2 separate regions of the Mus musculus genome follow, and region 1 is linked to region 2. A link is a contact called in public promoter capture Hi-C data. All regions are on one chromosome and are shown on one strand. Each heading gives the region's core, a stretch centred on a gene start, on an enhancer-like site or on the middle of the called end of the contact. The rest is flanking DNA. Distances are from core to core; before and after follow the strand shown.

Region 1 (3,452 bases), core at 876-3,375, 640 kb before region 2:
CCTGCCAATAGCTTGTTCCTGAGGACCACATCACTGTTTCCCTAGATTAGCTGGTGTGGGGTCCAAGTCTGGTCACTGATAAAGTGGCATGCCATCCATGGTGTCTTAACCCAGTGCTCCGCCTCTCTGGGACACTAAGGGAGAAGAATTGCTGTGAGTTTGAGCCCAGGCAGGGACACATAATGAGACCCACATCTCATATGGAAGTAGCTGGTGTGAGGACGTAATTTGTTGTTTTGATGTTTTGAGATGGGGTCTCTCTGTATAGCCCTGGCTGTCCTGGAACTCATTGTGTAGACCAAACTGGCCTCAAACTCCCAGAGATCTTTAGCAGACACAGAATTAGAAGCAACTGACACTGTATTTGTGTGTCTGGAATGTGTGCCTGGAATACTGTGAGCCACAGTCTTGCTTTGATGACTGTCGCTTCTTTTTCTCAGAGGAAAAGAATCGCTAGTTCCAGGCATGAACAGCAGGTGTCGCTGCAGCTCTGCTTGCTTTGCTGCACAGCTCCTAGACTGGCCAGTTCTCAGGACAGCTCCCAGAGCACTGAGTGTGTATGGAGGTGCTGCACTGAGGCTACTGTCCTCATGGCCGCAGGGCAACACTGAGGACGGTCCTCACTCCTCCTCTAGAGTCTGCATTGCTGAGCCTTGGCATGGGTCATCGTCCATACCCTGCATCAAAGGACACAGTTCCTTTACTTTCTGTTTGTGCCCTACCTTTGACAACAAAGATATCAGAGATGAGGTTATCACCAGGTATTGATCTGTTTAGGGATATGGTTTCACTGTGCAGTTCTGGCTGGCCTGTGACTAAAGACGTCCACCATGTGCCCAGCCAGTCCCACAGAACCCACATCTCACAGAGGTCTACAGCCCTTGTTCCAGGGAATCCAACACCCTCTTCTGGCCTCTAGGGGCACTGCACGCCTATGGTGCACAGACACAAAGGCAAACACTCATCAAACACACAAAATCAAAATAAGTAAATCTTAAAATATATATATATATACACACACTTAATGGGACTGTGTAGTCAGGTCTCCCTCTGACACATAAGGACAGAGCTCATGAAGCCCAGGTTAGCTTAGGAAGCCTGACTCTTCTGCCCCCAGTGTACCTACAGTAAAGCATGGTACTCCTTATGTTTGCTTAGCTTGCGTTCCGCGTGCATCCTTATTATTTATAATGCCTTTTGCTGCGCTTCTCTTTGTGAACAGTAGGTGGTCATTTTAAATTACCTCCCAAGTGGGACAAGGCTAACTATGTTGTAATTCTAAAGTCAGCATTTTTAGCTTCAAGAACACTGCCTTACCAGAATGATCAGGGTTAAGCACATGCACAGAGAGCAGCTCGTTGTGAACTGGAGCGCTCCGGTTCCGCGTGCTCGCTGGGAGTGACTTGCAGATATGACCGTCAGCTGGGAAGGAAGCCCTCCCTGCAGCCTTGGGGGTCCCACCACAGACATGGGCCAGAGCTTGCCCTTGGCATTACTGAAGGCAGAGAAGCGTGTGCTGGGCACTCAGAGCACTGCCTGCGGAGCTCGGCCTCTCAGGTATAGGTAGTGTTTGGGTTTTTGGTGGTGACGGCCTGGGCCAAGGGTGGGCCTGGCATTGACTCAGCTGCCTTTTTGTTTCAGATGTCATCTGGGTGATTCTCAGTGTGGAGGTGGGTGGACTTTTAGGAGTAACGCAGCAGCTGTCATCTTTTGAAACGGAATTCAACACACAGCCACATCGCAAGGTAGAAGGAAACTTCAACCCGTTTGCCTCTCCCCAAAAGAACCGACAATCAGATGAAAACAACCTAACAGACCCTGGGGGTTCCGAGTTCGACTCGATCAGCAAAAATACATGGGCTCCTGTTCCTGAGCAAAGCGAGCAAGATCAGGATAGACTGTCACAGAGCTCTGTAAATCTGTCCCCCAGCAGTCCCGCAAACAACTTATCAGTAGTGACTTACAGTAAGGTAGGTGCCCTCGGAGGAGGGGCAGGTGGTGGGCCCTGGGATTCCTGACACTTCTTCGTGGCAAACCTACAATGCTAGACCACCACTGCCCAGAGCAGCTGTGGCTCCTTAACTGCTCAGCACTCCTGCCCGTAGTCACCATGAGTCAGCCGTCTTTCTTCCCCGTGTGAGTGCCCTGTGGCTGCTGCTTCATCCCCATGTGTAATTCATTTCTGTCTCTGTTCTGACTCGGGTGTTGAAATCTGAGGCTATTTACCGTTAGTATTTTTAAAACTGTCAAAATATCATTATCAGTGCCTCCGGGGCAGGAGTATGCTGAGCTTCGTCATCTCAGCGCGCTATGCAGCGGGCTCCTGCTGTGCCTTCTCGCTCTGGGCGGGTTTATCCTGAGTAAAGTGTCCAGCTCCGTTATTCTATCCTAAGATTGTTGTCCGTGACTGTACTCTGTCACAGTGTTGAGTTCAGTTTGCTTTCCCTCATGGCTTCCTCCCCCGCACCTTGGAGTGGCTCAGAGTGAAATTTTGACTTTGCACATGTAGGAGATAAATGAGGAACTGACTGACATTCAGCATTCTGGCTCTTGAGAGGCTGCGCTGTGTGTGTGAATTGCCAGTTTCTGTGCTAGCCAGCTCAGTGGTTCCCACTCACTGTTCAGGTAAAGATGGCTCCCGGTTACTGGTTGGGCCTGAGCCCACAGCTAGGGTTGCTGTGACAACTCAGCTCTGTGTGCACACTCCTCCCATGTACAGAACTGTCTCAGGTCCACCTGTGCTTCAGGCTAACTCTCAGCCTTGGAAGGTAGACTGAGCTGTGTGCTGGAGGTCAGGGTAGTCTACTCACTGTGTTTTGTGGACAGTCATAGGAGCTAGCTTTATTCACTTGAGAGGATTCACAATGATTTCTGTGTGCTGAGGTGGTCATTGTGTCAGGTGGGCCAGGCAGTGACTTGGCCTGCGTTAAGGAAAGGCTCCACTATCTCTGGTTTTGAGGTAGGATCCTCCGTTCTGTGCCTCTCAGGTACTGGGCTTACAGGCTTGATTTCAGCACAGCTGGCCAGGACTCCACATCTTCATATTCACACAAGTTTTCTCTCTTAGACAAGGTCTCATAGCCGAGATTGGCCGCACATGTGCTGTGTAGCTGAGGAGGGTGGCCTTGAACTTGTTTTCCTGTGTCCATAGACGCTAACTACAGACAAGCCCCACACCTCATTCTCCACTGTGTTGAAGATGGAGCATGGCCTCATGCAAACTAGGCACACACCCTCCCAACCAAGCTACATCCTAAACCCAGAGTATTGTCTTGAAAGCTCTCTTTGTTGCCCATATAGCAAGTAGAACATCCAGCCTTGACCAAGCAAAGCCCCATTCAGTAGAAAGTCAACGCAGCTAAGGTCAGTGGAAGGGGAAAGTTGGCAGAAGCAGCTCACATACTCGATTGTTTGCAGAACAGGGCGCTGCTTTACTCAGCTGGGCCTTGTAC
Region 2 (3,823 bases), core at 857-3,356:
TGGGCAGGCCAGCCAGTGAGCCAAGGAGCAACTGTCCCCATGTGCCCAGCACTGCAGCTAGGAGTGGGAGCCCCTGTGTCCTGACATTTGAGTGGACATGATGCATTCTGTGTCCGTGGCTGAGAGCTTGGGGTTTGTGTGCTCTGCCTCTGTGCTGTGTGGCTTGTTACCCACACTTGCTCAAGAAGCAGTGTGCTTGGTAGCTCACCTTTAATCCAGCATTCAGAGGGCAGGGGCCGGAGGACTGCAGAGACCCTGACCACACACGCACGCACGCACGAACACACACCTAAAGGAAGCAGCATCAGCAGTGTGCCACACATACCCTCCTTGGAGGACATGGCTGCCACCCTTTGTCCTGCCAGCCCTTGTCAGGGAGATGCCAGCCCCATGCATCTTCCTGTTTTAATGTCTTAGTTATGTAGCTCACCTGTATCAACCCACAGACCCCCCGCCCCCGCTGGCCTCCTGGACAGCCCCTGCCGACCCCGAGCAGGGGGACCATCTGTAGAAAGGCAAACAGGGCTGGGGCTGTGCCGGCTGAGAACTGGGACCTTGTTTGACATGCAGGCAGAAGACACACAGGCTGCCTCGCTGCAATGCTTAACCCCTGATTTATTTATATGCTCACTCTTCAAGAAAGGGCTTAAGTGAGGGAAGCAAAAAGCCGTCGTTTGAATTCTGGGAAAACTATAAAAGATTTTTGTTCTGAGAGCCTTAAGAAATCCTGGCAGAGAAATGTAATGAGGTTCATAGGCAAACGGCAAGGGTGGAGAAAAGGAAGGGCTGAAGAGTAAAGGTCTGAAGGACAGAAAAACCTGGCTTCCCACAGGTTCGTGCGCTTGCTCTGGGCTTTCTTCCTGGTCTTGGCTTTGCAACACCGTCTCCTTTACTCTTGAGCTGTGTATCCACTATAGGCCAGGGTCTGCTGGAGCTCTCTGTGTAGCCCAGGCTGACACCACACTCCATCCTGTCCAAGTGCTGGGGTTGCAGGTGTGTGTTTGTTTTTCTGGTTGGCTCTCTCCCCTGCAGTCTCAGAGCTCCTTGCTTAGAGATGGACGTGCTGCAGGTTCCCTCGGCTCATTTGTTGTTGGGTCTTTCATAAAGAATATTTAATGCACTTCACACTGATCTCGGGTCACAAAGCTTGCTTGCTTTCCGAGCAGGCTTTCTTGTGCCCCTGGGCCTCCATGGCAGCACCTTGTGTCCTTCCCTGGGAGGGCCTTCGTCCCTGACATCACTTGAGCTGCTTTGTGGGTCCCTGGAGCCCACACTGCCCCCAGAATTTCTACCCACGCATGATGTGCTGTTCCCAAGGTGCAAAGAGCTGCTGAACGCTTTTGTTGGTTTGTTGAGGGCTCAGGGATCCTACAGGTCAGGGGCGGGTGAGATGGGGCTTTTCATCCCTGGAGGTGACTTTTTTCTCAAGAGCTACAGGGGGTTTGCTTCCCGCACACCAGGACACCAGTGCCCTCCTCTGAATACATTGTGTGCATAGCCCCCCATCAAAGTATGGGTGCATCGTGGGGGCCCACCTCCTCCGCTCACTTCCCAGGGACACGCTGTCTTTCAGATTGCAGAACCCGAGGCCTGTGATCAGATGTACGAGAGCTTAGCACGACTGCATTCAAACTACTACAAGCACAAGGTGAGTGGGTGCAGGCCTTTGTATCCCAGCCTCCGAGGGGAGGGCCAGGCATAATGGGGGAGACCTGGTTATACAGTGTCTGCAAAGAATTGTGGTTGCCACTTTGAGATGTAACCCAGTACTTTCAGCTAAGCCAACAATGGTGCCCAGCAGAGGCCTTTAAAGGTTCTCTGAATAAAAACCATGCTTGTGTGTGTGCTAGCGCACACTCCTGCTAGTATTTCTCACTCAGTTGGACCTGGTGTGGCACGCTGATCAAGATGGAGTACTAGGACGATCCTGTCACACCAAGGCTCACTCCTCCTCAGCCTTAGCGAGCTTACTGTCCAATTCCACGGAGGGTAGTTCTTCCCAGACTTGAAAAGTATGTCAGGAGCTCCACAAATAGACATGGCCAAATGGAAGAGGCTGTGTGCCGAAGGATTCCTTCCAAACACCAGCTCCCAGACACGAGTGTGTGCTCCACCTGGTCGCTGCTGCTTAGAGCACGGAGGCCTGGGCCTGCTGAGATCGCCACAGCTGTGGCTCCTTCGGGGCCTGGCCTCCAGGTGGCGCTGTTCCCTTCATTGTCGGGTCTCGGGCCTGGGCACCTGGTAAACTGCCTCCATCCAGAGGAAGGCTAGTGTGTGGGAAACTAACATGTCCCTTCTCTCCTCCCCTGTGCCAGTACCCTCGCCCCAGAGACACCAGCTTCAGTGGCCTGTCCGTGGAAGAGTACAAGCTGATCCTGTCCACAGGTATGTAGGCATGGCTGCCCTCTCTGGTTGGTTTGCTTTCACCAGCCAGGATAGAGGCTTGCCTACTAAGACAGTTTTGCATGATGGAAAGCCTTGAGTGGCCCCGAGGAAACCCTGAGTTACAGGGCTCAGATACTTGAGCCACAGAGTATGGGAGGTCAAAGGCATTACTTAGAAGACAAGACCATCTTTAGTGCTTTTAGTTCAAGGCTGCTGGCTGGGAACAGATTAGCCAAATTGGAAGTCATTGGATTCAGTTTGGAAGGAAAATAATTTTATTTTTATGGTCCTAAGGGGGCTTTGTAAACAATGAGGCTTTTAATTAAAACAAAAAGCCATTCAGTGAATGAGTATGGGGATATCCGTCTGTGAGTTATCTGTCCCCGGAGATGTGGTCTGCAGGTTTGATATGCGTCTAACGAGGTCTGTTTGGGAGCCATGGCTAGAACCCAGCTCATAGGAAGGAAGCCCCTGCCAGCCACCCCTCCTCACTTCCCCATTTCTATTGTCACTGAAAGGGTCAGAGCGGGTAGGTACTGGAAAACTGCTATTTTTATTGCCCAAGGATATTGTATATAAAAATAGGCTAACCTTTTCTGGGAGGGTAGGGCCCTAAATGTTGGCTGTCTGGTACTCTAGAAATTTCTCCTTCCTTTTGGCCGTGAAGATTCGACCTTCCAGAATTCTTGTCCTTCTGGGCAGATGGGAATCTGGGAATGTCACCTGGTGTGTCAGTGGAGCAGGTCTTTGAGGTGTTTGTCTCGCTGACATATAATTTACTCCCACACCCCTGAGCATGCATGACCAGCAGTGTCTATGAGGGATAGGAGAGTGGGCTCAGCATGGACTCAGCTTCCCGCCATCTTGTCCTTGCCCCTTCTGCTCAGAAAGCCTCTGGGCGGGCAGCAGGGGACATGGAGACTGTTGGTCTGGCTTCCCGTCAGCCCCGGAAACCCTGACAATGTGTGCACAGCAGGCCTTGTGTTTTTGTTGCAATTGTGTGAAACCAGTACCACCCAAATAAGGCTCTCCACACCCCCAGGAGCAGGCAGGCCTGCAGTGTGGCCCCTGGCCTGTGGACCTTAGTGTAGAGGAGAGAAGAGCAGAGCAGCCATCCCTGTGTGTGACCCTTGGCACCTTGTATGGGAATGTGGACTTGGGAAAGTCCCAGGGTGGGAGGCACTGCTGTGGTGGCCACACGGTGAGTGCTCCAGGCTGGTGTGAGCCACTGCCCACAAACAGTAATTGCAGCTAGCGCTTGTGCTAAAATGGGCCTAAAAGCTAAACGGTATTGTGACAGTGTCTGAGTTTAATATCTAGGGTATAAAACAAGAGGTCTGCTAAGCAATGCCTTGAGCCCACATGCAGGGTAGGGCCGTGTTGGCCTTGGTGAAAAGAGGTGAGAAGGCTGACAGAGGGCCACTCCAGGGGAAAGCAC

What was found. Promoter capture Hi-C pulls out the DNA fragments that hold promoters and counts their contacts.
Region 1: a contact with region 2 is called in a promoter capture Hi-C map of the HPC-7 cell line, with 4 times the contacts expected there. The contact joins two enhancer-like sites. A contact is called at or near these places in 4 of 39 promoter capture datasets (the 3T3-L1 cell line, the C10 cell line, the HPC-7 cell line and 1 more) and 1 of 115 datasets of contacts at active chromatin or transcription factors (astrocytes).

The regions. Positions count from the first base shown.
Region 1 is chr17:27,766,429-27,769,880 of GRCm38.p6, reverse strand. Ilrun (inflammation and lipid regulator with UBA-like and NBR1-like domains) reads left to right here. Exons shown (of 5, transcript NM_001033279.3): 4 at 1,642-1,970. Among named protein-coding and RNA genes, the nearest start is that of Spdef, 39 kb to the right of the region's middle. Within about 2 kb of position 2,125, at least 52 of the 459 cell types and tissues checked have an H3K27ac peak or open chromatin away from gene starts, as enhancers often do. A contact at or near this core is called in the HPC-7 cell line and hippocampal neurons, where this site is marked.
Region 2 is chr17:27,123,709-27,127,531 of GRCm38.p6, reverse strand. Uqcc2 (ubiquinol-cytochrome c reductase complex assembly factor 2) reads left to right here. Exons shown (of 4, transcript NM_026063.2): 2 at 1,574-1,648; 3 at 2,316-2,385. Among named protein-coding and RNA genes, the nearest start is that of Uqcc2, 8.3 kb to the left of the region's middle. Within about 2 kb of position 2,106, at least 35 of the 459 cell types and tissues checked have an H3K27ac peak or open chromatin away from gene starts, as enhancers often do. A contact at or near this core is called in the HPC-7 cell line and hippocampal neurons, where this site is marked.